Linked DNA regions of Mus musculus: regions 1, 2, 3 and 4 are each linked to region 5. Evidence: chromatin contacts called from public HiChIP or PLAC-seq data. All regions are on one chromosome and are shown on one strand. The core of a region is the stretch at or near the end of the contact, and the rest is flanking DNA. Distances in the headings are between cores, read along the strand shown. Region 1 holds the start of 1700025H01Rik (a long non-coding RNA gene). Region 2 overlaps Gm26562 (a long non-coding RNA gene). Region 3 has its middle 59 kb from the start of Gm32998. Region 4 has its middle 12 kb from the start of Gm32998. Region 5 has its middle 100 kb from the start of Opa1.

Region 1 (2,700 bases), core at 186-2,685, 510 kb after region 5:
CTAAGAGGGAGCCCAGCCCAGACCCCCCAGCAAAGTGCAGCTCATGTGGAAGGGTACTGGGTTTCTTCAGGCAAATGCATCTCGACACCTGGATTATGCTGTGTCTTGTTTTCATCTAGCTCACAATAGCCAAGCCCTGGAGTAGCCGTGCTTTTTAGAGGTGTCATGGTCGAACATCACGCAGGAGAGGAACAGCAGAGGGCAGGACAGGAAGGAGCTCCCCAGAGGCAGAAAGCATCTCATCTGAGGCCTGTCCTGCAGCACCTCCGAAGCAGGTCAGATCTAGATCAATACCCTTCCTTCCGCCACAGGTCTCTTCCCACTAGACACTGCTACACACGAACTAGAAGGAGATACGCATGATGTGGCACATCCTGCTATGGAGACCCACCGTGTGTGGTCTTCTCTCTCTCTCTCTCTCTCTCTCTCTCTCTCTCTCTCTCTCTCTCTCTCTCTCATTCTCTCTCTCTCTCATTCTCTCTCTCTCTCTTTCTCATTCTCTCTCTCTCTCTCTCTCTCTCTCTCTCTCTGCTGGCCTCAGCAATCCCACTACTCATGCTATCTCTCTAGCTAGCCTCTTCCTTCTGCAGCCAGGATGAAAGTCTGCCTTCAGCTCTAGGGCCATCTCCAGGAAGCCTTTCCTGCCTGCTATGTCATTACCTAGTGTATTTCTTTAGAGAGTGTCCTCTTGTGTTTGTTTGTTTGTTCTTCATATGTGTAGTGTGCACATGTGTGTGTGTATGCACATGTGTACATATTTCTTTTTCTCCCTATTAACATTTAAATGTCAGTAAAACAGACTGTTGTGGGGAAAACCCAATCTGGGGGCTATTGCCAGGATAAGGGACAGGTGACAAAGGCCAGAACAGAGTGGCAGGGTGGGGTAGCCTTGGGAAAGTGCATGCAATAGTAAAAAAAAAATATGATGTCTTAAGCTCCAATGTCAAATCCTGCAGACAAACCTAGATTCTCTCCTTCATCAGCTCCCTTCAAACTCCCATTAAGGATGTTGTCAGGCCAGAAGGCTTCTGTGTGTGTGTGTGTTATATGTGAATGTGTGTGTGTGTTATGTGTGAATGTGTAGTATGTGTGTGTGTATATGTGTGTGTGTGAGTATGTAGTGTGAGTATAATATGTATATGGGAATATGTGTGTGAGAGTGTATATGACTGTGTGTGTGGTATATGTGTGTTTGTGGTATATGTGTTTGCAAGTGAGTGTGTATGTGTATGTTGTGTGTGCTGTGTGTTTGTGACGTGTGAGTGTATATGTATGTGTATAGTATGAGTATGTGAATATGTGTGTGAATGTGAATGAAGTGAGTGTGTAAATGTGTGTGAGTGCATACGTGTGTGTGTGTGTGTGTGGTGTGTGTGTGTGGTATGCGTGGTTTATGTGTGTGTGTTTGGTGTACGTAAGAGTGTGTTTGAGTGTGTGTGTGGTATATGTGTGAGAGTGTGTATGAGTGCATGTGTGTGGTGTATGTGTGAGAGTGTATATGAATGCGTATGTGCCATGATAGTCCACCCACAACACAGATTCCTCTCTCATCTAAGTACCTATTGGTGCGCTCAGTGGAGGCCAGAATGACTCTGTTCCTGGACCTAAAATCCCTCCACGTGGACACTGACCGACACCAAGAAAACCTCCTAAAGAACTGTCCGTCCGTCTGTCCGTCCGTCCGTCCGTCTTGCCTTCTCTTAAAAGCCAAGGATGGGAAAGACACACATTGCCCTGGGAGGTGCCGTTAACCAGGAAATATCCTTTCAACAATTCACCTGCTCAACAATCAGCTGAATGGCTTGATTTTGGTTGTGATTACAGTAGACGCCCATGGCCTGGCCTGGTTGGGCCGCAGAGTTGGTAGGATGTCAGGATGGGGGTGTCAGACTCTGCCTCTGGGGGAGTCCCTGCCCCTCTCCCAGCCTCAGTTTCCTAACCATAAAGAAGGGGATGGAGGTTGGTTCTAAGGAAAATTTCGCCTCTGACCTTTCCCTCGTAACCATGTATGAGCCTATCTCTGCCTTCTGCCCATCCTCCTCCTGCAGGGTCAGGCATTTTTACAGCCCATGTCTCTCTTTATATCATGGTGAAGAAGAGGAACTGTGTGCCACTGAATTCACCAGTGAGAGCGTAGGAGTATCTGATGGGAGAAAGCCCTGCCAGCCCTGTCTGCCAATGCTACTCACTGGGCCAGGTACAGTGTCAGCATCTGCCAGTAGCTGATAGTCTTGGCTGGCTGGCAAGAGACCTCACCCATCCCACCCACCTCCTCTGCCCTTCTTCTCTGGCCTTGGATGGCTCTCGGGAGTTCCCGACAAGGCAGCATACCCACAGCCAAGGTCCCCGTGCACCACTGCAACCTGCAGAATGTACAAAAATCCACTCTAACCAGACGGTGTACCTTCTGCCACCCATGGTGGGGGCAGTGGGGGAGGGAATGAGTGACACAGCCTGAGATGGGGGAGAGGCAGAGGGGGCTGCTGTCACCTTTGTCTCCAAGGACAGCTGAGAACTGTCATGAATAAAGATTAATAGTGACAGAAGACAGGCTGAAGTAAGAAACATTTGCAGGCTCTGTGGCAGGAGAGAAAATAAGAAAATTCCTCCTGCTCTCAGGCTCAAGGTCTTCTCCTGGCCAAACCCCAGCCTCCGCCCAGCCACTCACCTCAACATTGACAAGCAGCTGGCCATCACTGG
Region 2 (2,772 bases), core at 146-2,645, 490 kb after region 5:
TTAGCACTTCTTGGCTCAGACACACTTCGCTCCACTACTCCATCTCCACCTGATACCCCCACTGAGGGTCTTCACTTGTCTCCCTCTGCACTTCTTGCCAGGCTCCATACAGGAATGTTCTCTGGTACACTGACACCTGTGGCACTGACTTAGGACCTCCTCTTAACTAACGTCCCAGGGGCTTCAGCATTCATCACATCACAACAGGCAGAAAGCTGGAGTTTAACCTCTCCGCCCAGTGCTCTGAGAGGAAAGGCTTCCGTCTCCCAACATTAGGGAAACCCCCCCAGGGCTGGAGGTCACTGCGCCATCACAGAACATTCACATCCTGAGGAGGGCTGAGCCAAGAAACCTATGGAACTTATGCTGATAGTTCCCAAACCTATTGGAAGTTAGAGGTAGTGGGGGGCTTGGGGTGGGGGTCTTAACATTATTTGGTAGAGCTGTTGCTGACCTCCTTTTCTGGTCCTATACTTGCTATTTACTGAACAGGCAACTTTGGCAATTGGTTCTCCCTGTATGTGTCAGAGAAGTGAAATTTCCTACTTAATCACTTAGCGGTTAGTTCACTGCTATAACACACACCAACAGCATGTGTTTTGAACACAGGAGAGTGGTTCATTTGCTGCTCAGAACTAGTTAAAAGACATGCTGCTGTTAGCCATTCTCTATAGAGAACTCAGAAAGCCAGAGTGCCCTAGGCAGCTGCTTTACCATTTTGTGTCCCCCAAGGTCAGCTCATCCTTGTCCCATCTGGGAAGAAGTGGACAAAACTTGGAAAGTTCCTGGGAAGTTTCTAGAGACTGTAACCTTCTCTTCTCCTCAAAGACATGGGTCGGAACCAAGGCCCAGGAGACACTGCGGGGTGGAAACTATGAAGGAACAGCTAATTCCAAGGCAGGGCGGGTGCGGGGACCAGTCTCAGCCAGTTAATTCTCTCTGCAGACAGAACCTCCGGATGTGTTCCTGACGCTAAACAAGGGTTGGGACGAGCCTTTAGCATTGCACATAACTAAGTGGCAACAGTTTAAAACTGGGAAAGACAGGAGGGGGAAGTGTCTGCTGGGTGAAATAAGAGACAGGGCCTGGGCACACAGAAGGGTGGCCACATCCGCCCCTTTCTTCGCAGGGCTTCCTGGTGGCCGTGTCTGCCATGTGGTAGGGAAAGGAGAGCAAAGTCCTTGGGGTGTCATTGAGCTCAGCGCGGTTTCTTCCAGCCTCCTTGGCAGCCACATGGAGAAGCGTGTGGCTCTGGGTCTTGACAGCCTCGCAGCTTTCCCGGTGGCCCGAGGCTGTAAACCCCACCTTCCCACAATTGCCAAACCAGCTGAGGGGCAGGCAACAGGCCAGGCCCGGCAGCATCACACACACACACTAAAGGCGCATGCGCGAATCACCTCCATAGCACCGCAGCTGCTAACGCTCAGGGATGAGGCAGCGGAGGCACATGATGCTCATTCGCAGAGTCCTGCCAAGGCCAGACACAAGATTTGGTCCTCCTCTAGACTTCCTCAGCTACCTGGCCACAAAGCACAGTTGACTCAAGTCTTCCCCGGCATCTTCCCAGCTCACTGGTCTGCTTGGTACCAAAGGGGGTCAGAAGGCCAAGTTCCCTGGCTTTAAAGAGCACACGCACTATTTCCATGAGCACACTAACCCTCAAAGCAACTGTATCACCAGTCACTTCCCAGCCCCCAACACAAACAAGCTCCGATCATCGTCTCTGGCCCCCACCCCTCCTTTCTCTACTTGGACAAGCCTGTCAGTGTGTACTGTGTGTATGTACATAACAACCCTACCCGCTTTCTTTCTCCTCCAGCTTTGTATACCGTTTCCCATGAGCTTGGGCTTCTAGGCGCTGAGCCTGTCACAGGACTGTAAAATATATGGATGGCATATTTTGTTTTAGAACCTTTATACCCAGAACATCTGGATTCTGCTCAGACAGCTGGAGATCCCTGCGGACGAGGCCCCCTCCTTTGAAAGGAACTCCCTCGCTTTGTATCTGTACACACATGCACATGGGCTTTCTTAAACACGGAGGACAGCGGGGCGTGACCATTACTGAGTTCTTCCCCAAAGTGACCCAAAGTGGCTGTAACGTTAGCCCAAATTATTTATTACTCTTGATTCCTGAACCATTCTCTGTATAAATTTAAAAAATAATAATAATAAGGGACACTACTACGCCCTCCAACAGTCCAGAGTAGATCTTTCACAACCCCTCCCCTCTGCAGCCATTATTCAGCATAATTTGACTGGCTTGGGGCAGGTTGTGAGAGTGGGAAGGCTTGGTGAGGACGGGAGGAGGCAACGTCCAAATTAGAAACAGATTTAAGGAGCATTTGCAGGGAATTAGGCGGAGGGCCAGGCGAGCTCGCTGGCAGCATGTGGAACCCCTCTTTAGGGACTGTCAGCCTTAGGTTTCCACAGCGGATGTTTCCCTAGCCAGAGCGCAGCTGGGTTTCAGTTGTCAAAGCCACAGCCAAGACATCTGAGAAGGGAGCAGAGTGCCCCTGTGTGTGACAGCACATACACACAGGCCACGTGTGACCGGCTTGACCTCTGCACTCCAGCACAGCTCTGCAAGTGCACACCTACTAAGTGCCTATGGTGTACACCTAACTACCTATGACCACCTTAGCATAAAGGGTGTTGAAAACATAGGTGTGCACACACCGAGAACCAGGACAGACACACAGGCACAGATTTAGGCTATGCCCAGCAATATTGTCTAGAAGAAGCCAGTTCTCTCTCTCTCTCTCTCTCTCT
Region 3 (2,700 bases), core at 81-2,580, 450 kb after region 5:
GAGTAAGAAAGGATATCATGGGGTCTTTGGGTCATTGGTGTTTCTTCAGATGCTGCCGTCCTGTAGTCTGGAATCTCCAGTCTAGTTTGAATGGAAGGCACAGCCTCTTGAGACCACTAGTGCCCCATTTACTCAAATGAAGCCATAAAGCACTTGTGTATCTCTGACTCCTGGGATCCTGTAGCCCTGGAGCACATAGGATGCTCTACAAGGATGAAGAAGCAAGTAATGGCAGTTGTTCTGGTATCGCCTGCCCCACTGTCTTGCTGGACTCCATTCACAAAATAGAGACAAAATCCACAAGAATATCAAGATTGTGCTATCAGAGCACTGATATAAACATGCCCTCTTCTAAGCACGGGGCCTATCAGAAGGACCTTGTGGTCACGTGTCATTTAACTCTCACACTTACAGGTCTAAGGACTTTAAGGGTGTAGACATGGTGTCTCAGGTAAGCTCAATTGGGTCCCTTCCTCACTACACCCTGGACCCCACAAGGCCCAATGATGCATCATCCCCACACAGAAGGTGGAGCCTCCCTACCTTCTCTGTTGGAGACCGAGTTGCTAAATGACACTGGGTGCGAAGGGGAAGGATGGGTGGAAATCAGCACTGTGCAGCCAGAACACAGAGGAAGGGGAGCCTTATCAAGGAAACGCTAAGATGACGAGAATCAAAAGAGGAAACCCAGAGCGCAACCATAGCCTCGTGGTGTTCTTCTTCCTCTGCAAAAGAATCAGTTAAAGAAACGTATCATGGAAGGGATCTCTTTTGACACAAGCACACACTCTAGAGCCCGGACCATCTGTGGTGCTGCAAGAAGGGACAAGTCCCAGATCCTCTCCCTTCTTGATCTAAGGCTCTCAGCAGATCTCCTAGCCTCTGGGAGCCTCAACTTGCTTACCTCTAAAATGGAGTCAGGATTCCTCATTGGGAAGGTGGAGTCCTTGTGAGAATAAAAGTGAATAAATGTCTATCCAGAGTGGTCAGCTGTAAGCCATGGTGTGTGCACACATACGACCGAATTGGTGTCCTGGGTACAGACAGTCTCTCTCGCCCACAGACACCATCAGGAAATTTCAGTCCGGGCAGAGTGATTTACAAAGCCTGCTCAGAAGTGGAGTCAATTAAGGTCAGCTTTCTATGTTGCTAAACAACAGGGGATTCCGGGTTCAGCGACGTTGAAAGGCAGGCCCAACATACCCCTTGAAACCAGGCCTTTGAGAGGGTTCAAAGGACCGGGAAACAAAAGCCCGTCTTTGTGGTGTTTTCACTCTTCCCCCATTGTCCTCTTTCACCCTCTCAGGGCCTTCCTGTAAAGAAAGGGGCTGCTAATGTGCTGAGAGGGAGTTGAAGATTGTCTAGGGCCAACAATGTTGGCACATTCTGCCGGGCCTCATTACAGAACCATCTGAAATGCTCAAGAAGTATTTCCCATTCATTAGCATAAATAGCAGAAAAACTCTTTCACAAACAAAGCAGGTTCCATCTGCCCCCAGTATGTTCTCACCTTGACTTCAAATGGCCAGTCCCTCCCCCAGCACAATACCCGGGGCGCCGGCCTCCGAGGCCCAAGCACCCCACTTCAGAATCGTATTCAGTGTAATATCAACACGGTAACCTGCATGTTTATTCATTGGCCAGCCCCCCGCCTTTTAATGGAGTCCCCTTCCCATTGTGGCCACTTGATTCTTTCACAGACCTGAAAGGGACAGGGAGGGAGAGGCTTGCTCTCCAAGCCCTGGGGATCCTTAGCAACCCACACCTTGGGAGTGGGTTGACCAGGCTAATTAGGTTTGTTCTGCCTTTTTGGCCCGAGCATATTTTGTCAGGTATTGCGCTATGGGATTAAAGAGTCATTAATCACCCGGGCCCTACGCTGACAAGATGGCAGGTTACAGCCATTTCCCTGGTGTTAGCTGGAACCAAGGCCAGATCTGTTTTGCATTCCACTGCAGAAGACTGTATTGAGGGCTGGTCTCCCACTCTGCCCCCAGAGGCCAGCAGCCTGAACCCCAGGCTCCAAGGAAGCTGGTGCCAGGACAGGCTGGCTCACAGCAGCAGGTGGGGAGGGCTTGTTCTGGAAGGGTATATCACAAGACAATATTGTGTGAAGTAATGGAGGGTGAGGGGCCAAAGACATCTCTCTAAAGAAACTGCTCAGGCTGAAGAGAAAGGAAAGTTGCCTAAGAACACACAGGAAAGTCACTGTGGGAGTCAAGATTAGAACTCCTGTTGACCTCTACATTACTGCATTAAATCTAAAGTTAGACTTCTTTTCCTTGAGTACGGGGGAAATTGAACCTAGAGCCTTTGTGTGTTCAGCAAGTGCTCTAACTCTGAGCCGCACCCCAAGCTTCCAATGTTGGTTTTCTATAGTTGTTTTGAACATAATTCATTCTGCTGCATGAAGTGATGCAGAGTGCCCGGCCAGCCTAGGACCTAGAGCAAAATCCTTCCTGTTAGCAAGTTCTGCAGAAGACTCACACAGCGCTGGGGACTTGGCACACATGATTTAGTCACTGAGCTCTCATTCCATATGACAATTTTCCTTAGTAGGTGATAGCATTCCCATCTTTTTTTTTGCAGAGACAAACCAAGTCCCGGAAAGGAAATGTGGTTATGCGGGGCTTCTCTTTCCTTCCTTCTCTCAAATTTCACTATGATTTATGCAAGTCTCTCTTTTACCTTTTAGGTGTC
Region 4 (2,700 bases), core at 116-2,615, 400 kb after region 5:
CCAAGGCAGTTTGGAATGAGGCCCTGGCAGAGTGATCAGGGCTCCTGGAGACAGGCTCCCTGAAGGCAGCTGGCCTTTCTCTGTACCTCCAAGTCACGCTTTATCCCCTCTATGGCTTCATGTTTGCTGTGAGTTAGTTAAAAGGGCTATGGTGGAATCAGACGGTTGCTCAGAGCTGGAGGAAGTTCATTGGAGGAGACAGCACAAGATCCCTAGATGACGGACACAGTCGCCTGGCCTGGGAAGACCAGCTCCCTTGGCAAGATCACCTTTCCCTTCTGTGTGCATCTTACCACAGTCTTCTCAGACCAGAGGAGAGTCCTCGAGTAATTAGGGAGAAGTGGCCCCAACCTCTGAATGAAGGAAGCCAAAGCAAGGTTTGGGGCTGGCATTTAGAGGATGACTGAATTGAGGTGAGGGTGGTGCGGTGGGTGGGGAGAGTGTGAGAATGGTTTGCAGTAATCTGAATAATACAAGTTCTAATCTTTCCTCCCTCTCCACAACTGGAGCCCAGATTCCTCTCCTCCCCCGCTCTCCTTCCTCCCGACCCCACCCTGACATGTACGCCTGTTCCCTAGCTCCCTCTGTCTCCTGCTTCCCATAACACCGGGCAAGCTCCTCTGGACCTGGACTCACTAGGTCCCCAGCGTGTGTGTCTTCCATCTCCATTCAGAAACTTCACACACCATTCACCCAAAACCAGAGACTGCCTCACAAGAGACTGAGCATGGCTCCTGGTCAGCTCTGATGCCGGCCTTGGGAAGCCTTCAGGAAAAGCCCTTGCTGGTTCAGCCACAAACACGGCCCTACCTTTCAAAAACACTGCTGGGGAAGACCCTGAACTTAAGAAGGCAAGGACAAGGTTGGGCTGTGCCCAGGGCACCTCCTTCCCCAGTGTTGAGCTAGTGAGGGTCCAAGGCACAGGGCTTAACAATCGGAATAACTACTGACTCCAGAGGCCTTGAAAAAGTTATTTTAACCTCCCTTTCCTTGTTTTAAAATAGATCAGAGATTTATGCTGTTAGTTCAGAAATAAACTTTGTGGGAAAGACTAATGGACTGATTATTTTTTTTCTCCTAAAGGAGTGCAAAATTCCAGGAAAGAAACAAACATGGGGGTATGAACGGGGTGGGGGTGGGAGTGGGATAAAAGAAGAAAAGCATGACTCCTTCTAGGTATGGTGGAGGAGAAAGCTTATTGCACATAAAAGGGAGAGCATAGCCACAGGCAGGGACATCTGGGAGAGTTCAGAGGGAGTGTAGCCCTGAGCCATGTCAGGAGAGGAGGGAGGAGAGGCCAGGAGGGGAAAGGGTAGACGGAAGGGCTAGGTAACGGAAATGACAAGATCATATAGGGAAGGGCAGCCCAGCCCCTGAGCTAGAGAAGTTCAGGGGACAGGGTGGGGTCTGCCAGGTAAGGACTGAGGAATGCTAGGACTGACTAGGCGGCAGCTAGGTCCTCTTTGGTGTGTTAAATAGGCACCTCAGCCATTAGCCTTGAGACCTAACAGCATATAGCGCATAGGCCCATACATTATCTTGGCAGAACTGGGCAACAGCTCCGTGGTCATGAGCTGGGACCCCACAGTGGTGTGCTTGGACCCAACTGTAATCCTCAGTAAATCATTCTTGAATGAATTTAATGAATTTACCTGTGCCCTCTGCTTGTACCAACCTCAGTACTTAGAGCTTACTGACTGTCCTGCCCCTGAGACTGCTCACAGTCCAGGCAGGAGACACTCCCCCAACAAGCTCAAAGGGAGCGCCTGTGGATATCAAGAGTGGGGGCCACATGGTGGCGCATGCCTTTAATCCCAGCACTTGGGAGGCAGAGGCAGGCAGATTTCTGAGTTCGAGGCCAGCCTGGTCTACAAAGTGAGTTCCAGGACAGCAAGAGCTATACAGAGAAACCCAGTCTCGAAAAACAACAACAACAACAAAAAGAGTGGGGGCCAGAGCGGGGGTGGGGGGCAGGGAACAAATGTTTCTAAAGGAAGTATCTGGGAACATTGGTGGGGGAGGGGCAGGTAAAGGAACGTTCCACAGAAGGAAAATATACCCAAGACCCCAATGGCCTCCAGGACCACAGCAGTAGGATATTGGCCGATGAGTTTGGGGAGAGGAGGCCGAGAAAGGAGAAGCACCTTGGAGGCTGGGTCAGCCAAACAGCACTGGAGGGAGGGTTTTATGTACCATCTGAGCAGCGTATTTCTAGACCCTTCAGACCTGACAACCTATTTTCTTTCTCATGCTTGAGAAGTTACAGATGCTTTCATGAGCTTGTGAGTGTAACTCTGAGAATGTCCTCTGTCCCTTCCTCCACACTGGCGCCCACACAGCGGAAAGCATTACCAAGCACTGGCTACACTACTCATCATCGAACCTGTTCCTTAGGAGAAGCAAAGGAGTGATTATCAATAACTACACCCAGGCAATATACTGGACCAAGGGCTCTCCCGGGTAAACCTGGGCGCCTGCTCACACTATCCATTGACAGGTTTTAGAGACCAGTGCTACGACCAATCAGTCCCGCATGATTGAAACTGAGTTTTTCACCTCTTCATCAAACAGTGAGATTGGAGGATTAGATTGTTTTCGATGGTCCCGAAGGCGCTTTCCAGCTCCAGAACTCTGTAACTCTGTGTTGGGTAAGCAAGTGAGACTTAAGAGAGGTCGGGTAAAATGTAGCCTCAAGGAAGT
Region 5 (2,700 bases), core at 9-2,508:
AGTTTTGTATATATGTGAATTGTGAATATGTGTCATACGTGTGTGTGTGTGTTCACGTACATTATCTTGCTATGTGAATTGTCAAATTAGTTCCCACGTTTTGGCAGGAATGCCTTAGGAAGTGACACTTCCCAGAATTATATGTACATATGTTTTTTTTTTTTAATTTTTTGGATAGGCTCTTACTATGTAGTTTGCGCTAGTCTAGAACTTACCATGCGGACCTAGAACTCACAGATCTGTCGCTGCCTCCCAGAGTAAGGCATCTCAGACACCACTCTGGAGGGATACTTGCTCCCTTAGGGCAGTGTTTCTCAGCCTATGGATGGAGACCCCTTTGGGAGTCCCCTTTCACGGAGGGGGGGGTGCCTAAGACCATTGGAAAACACAAATATTTATATTACAATCCGAAATAGTAGCAAATTTACAGCTATAAAGTAGCAACGAAAATACGTTTTTGATTGGGGTTACCACAACATGAACAACTGTGTTAAAGGGATGACGCTTTAGGAAAGCGGACACCCACAGACCTAGGGTGGTGGGCAGGTAAACAGAATCGGCAAAACACCACACGAGAGAATGCAGCAAAACGTGATGGAGACCGGGAGATAGGGGCTGAAAATTACCGAAAGCAGCGGGTCTAGGCAGGTTACTCTCAGAGACATGGAGATAGAGAAATATGGTGGAGGCAGTAGGAGTGGACAAGGTCTCCAGGAAGAGAGTTGTTGATGAGTGGCAGGGGTCAAGGGACAAAGGAAGGCAAGCTCTCCGCAGGTGGCCCAGGAAACAAGGAGAACAGGGAAAGGGAAAGGGAGACACGCCCCCCAGCCTAGGGCTCCACCCCTCCTCTGGTTCTGACGTCACTAAGGCCTGCTCCACATGAGGCTTCAGATTTAAGATGTTCACCTGTTCCTGAGCTTGCAATTTTATTAAGAGGGAATTTGAAAATTCAGGATTTCTTCGATGGAAAATATGGGGTTTTTAAGACTCTGCACGATTTCTATTGGGTGGAAGAGGAAGTCCCAGCTTTTGCTACAAACCAACCTAGCGCTGGCGATGAACTCATTGTAACCCCAGAAAAAGAAGCAAGCGAAGCTGGCATGTCAGTGTCCTCTGCATTCTTTATGGCCAGACAGGTTTTCCATGGCTGGAGCCCACGACGCTTCCTGCCAGGCTCCCCCGCTGCTGGGAACCACTCAGACCTGGAAGGAGTCTGTGTAGTTAGGTGCTGCCGGAAGGAGCTGTGGAGACAGCGTGACCCTCAACTCTGCTATGGAGAGCCAAGTCCCTCTGCATGCCGCTGAGACTCTCCTTATGGGGCAATCACAGCCCTCACAATGCCCAGGAAGGAGCTATTGAGATTTAATTGTGCAAACCACGTGGCTGGTGGGAAGGACTGGGGAGGGGGCTCAAGGGGCTTCTTTCTCCTTGCTTTCATTTCTTTTTTTCTCCCTCTCTTTCTTTTTTTTACTCTTTCCCCCCTGACTGATAGAATAAAAAGAAGCGATGTGCCTGTCTGTTTCGGCTTGGGGACTTTCTTAGGGTTCTCTGTGTAGCATTATTTGAAAAAAACAAAACCCCCAAACAAAACACAGTTGTATGAACACAAAAGTCTAACTCCACGGTTGAAATCTCCTTTTCCATTCCCAGAGACAGTTTCCCAAATGAACCCCAGCTTGTCCCTGCAGACAATGGAGTCCCCTGGGAGCTGCACGTGATCAGACGAGTGAGTGAGAGGCCCGCAGGTCAGTGGCTGGGTCTCTGTGACCTCTCCTCTCTCTGAATGGGGGAGGCTGGCTTTCTGTTTTGAGGCGGTGTCTCCTGTGATCAGCTGCGATGCCAAATGCTCGCTGCTCAGGACAGGGGCATGATGGTGCTCCCAAAGCCAGGCATCGTTTTTTTCTGTGTATCCGTTCTTCTCTGTATGCCCGTGAGAGGCCTCCCTGGTACCCAGTACAAACACGGGAGGGGTGGGGATGGGGGGAGAGGAGTGAGAAAAAGAGGGTAGACACGTTTGCTGAACAAACACGAACAGGCGTGTGCTCGTGTGTGTGTGTGTGTGTGTGTGTGTGTGTGTGTGTGTGTGTGTGCTCCTGTATTTTTAGATCCATCTCTAAAATAATACAATCTCTCAGCTCAGAAAACAGAGCCTGGCTCTAGGATGTGGAACTGAGGTTCGTTGCTCCCTAGGATCTCTGAGGTACTCCACAATTACAGGGACATTTTGGGAGCACTTGCCCAGCAGTAAATGAACCAGGGGACCAATTCATAAGTATGGGGAAGGGGTTGGCAGTACCCACCAAAGGTCTTTCTTGATTCTGTGGCAAGTCACCCTCTCAAGTCAAATCTCTTATCTGTCCCCCTGGTGCTGCTGCTCAAGGTTGTAGTTGGGCTGACAGGCTACCAAGGAACAGAGAACAAACCGGAAGTACAAGTCCTTTGTTCTAGAGCTATTGAGAGGAGCAAAGCTTGGACCAAAACAGGTTTGGAAGGATAGACTGGGAAGTGCTGCCACCAGAGCTGCACTGGGAAGTGCTTGCTGCCCCTTGCCTGCTTGGCAGGTTCCCAGGGGCAACAAAAGCCATGCTAACGTGTAAGGATTCTGAAAGAATGGTACCAAATGGTACCCCCGACTCAAATTGTATGTAAACGAAAAGAGAGTTTTATTCTGCAGAAGTCCAGCATGCTGAGATCTCTCTT

The links. HiChIP or PLAC-seq counts read pairs in DNA pulled down with a chosen protein or histone mark.
Region 1: an H3K4me3 HiChIP or PLAC-seq map of embryonic basal ganglia shows a contact between it and region 5, with 6 times the contacts expected there. The contact joins the promoter of 1700025H01Rik here to the enhancer-like site in region 5. A contact is called at or near these places in 1 of 15 datasets of contacts at CTCF or cohesin (large pre-B cells), 2 of 484 Hi-C or Micro-C datasets (bone marrow-derived macrophages and embryonic stem cells), 15 of 115 datasets of contacts at active chromatin or transcription factors (acute myeloid leukemia, bone marrow-derived macrophages, differentiating embryonic stem cells and 9 more) and 2 of 9 other capture datasets (embryonic stem cells and embryonic tail).
Region 2: a contact with region 5 is called in an H3K27ac HiChIP or PLAC-seq map of embryonic stem cells, with 4 times the contacts expected there. The contact joins two enhancer-like sites. A contact is called at or near these places in 1 of 484 Hi-C or Micro-C datasets (embryonic stem cells), 14 of 115 datasets of contacts at active chromatin or transcription factors (acute myeloid leukemia, bone marrow-derived macrophages, differentiating embryonic stem cells and 9 more) and 1 of 9 other capture datasets (embryonic stem cells).
Region 3: a contact with region 5 is called in an H3K4me3 HiChIP or PLAC-seq map of embryonic basal ganglia, with 3 times the contacts expected there. The contact joins two enhancer-like sites. A contact is called at or near these places in 1 of 484 Hi-C or Micro-C datasets (nephron progenitors), 7 of 115 datasets of contacts at active chromatin or transcription factors (bone marrow-derived dendritic cells, embryonic basal ganglia, embryonic midbrain and 2 more) and 1 of 9 other capture datasets (embryonic tail).
Region 4: a contact with region 5 is called in an H3K27ac HiChIP or PLAC-seq map of embryonic stem cells, with 6 read pairs. The contact joins two enhancer-like sites. A contact is called at or near these places in 1 of 15 datasets of contacts at CTCF or cohesin (the NIH/3T3 cell line), 2 of 484 Hi-C or Micro-C datasets (bone marrow-derived macrophages and uterus) and 10 of 115 datasets of contacts at active chromatin or transcription factors (embryonic basal ganglia, embryonic hindbrain, embryonic stem cells and 4 more).

The regions. Positions count from the first base shown.
Region 1 is chr16:30,191,169-30,193,868 of GRCm38.p6, forward strand. It overlaps 1700025H01Rik (a long non-coding RNA gene), which reads left to right and starts at 1,436. Exons shown (of 3, transcript XR_003951867.1): 1 at 1,436-2,197; 2 at 2,620-2,700. All of the region lies in intron 2 of Gm26562 (a long non-coding RNA gene), which reads right to left.
Region 2 is chr16:30,170,561-30,173,332 of GRCm38.p6, forward strand. All of the region lies in intron 2 of Gm26562 (a long non-coding RNA gene), which reads right to left. Among named protein-coding and RNA genes, the nearest start is that of 1700025H01Rik, 21 kb to the right of the region's middle. Within about 2 kb of position 1,396, at least 90 of the 459 cell types and tissues checked have an H3K27ac peak or open chromatin away from gene starts, as enhancers often do. A contact at or near this core is called in embryonic stem cells and neural tube, where this site is marked.
Region 3 is chr16:30,128,346-30,131,045 of GRCm38.p6, forward strand. No RefSeq gene overlaps it. Among named protein-coding and RNA genes, the nearest start is that of Gm32998, 59 kb to the left of the region's middle. Within about 2 kb of position 1,331, at least 21 of the 459 cell types and tissues checked have an H3K27ac peak or open chromatin away from gene starts, as enhancers often do. A contact at or near this core is called in embryonic basal ganglia, where this site is marked.
Region 4 is chr16:30,080,871-30,083,570 of GRCm38.p6, forward strand. No RefSeq gene overlaps it. Among named protein-coding and RNA genes, the nearest start is that of Gm32998, 12 kb to the left of the region's middle. Within about 2 kb of position 1,366, at least 30 of the 459 cell types and tissues checked have an H3K27ac peak or open chromatin away from gene starts, as enhancers often do. A contact at or near this core is called in embryonic stem cells, where this site is marked.
Region 5 is chr16:29,681,948-29,684,647 of GRCm38.p6, forward strand. No RefSeq gene overlaps it. Among named protein-coding and RNA genes, the nearest start is that of Opa1, 100 kb to the left of the region's middle. Within about 2 kb of position 1,259, at least 67 of the 459 cell types and tissues checked have an H3K27ac peak or open chromatin away from gene starts, as enhancers often do. A contact at or near this core is called in differentiating embryonic stem cells, embryonic basal ganglia, embryonic forebrain and 4 more, where this site is marked.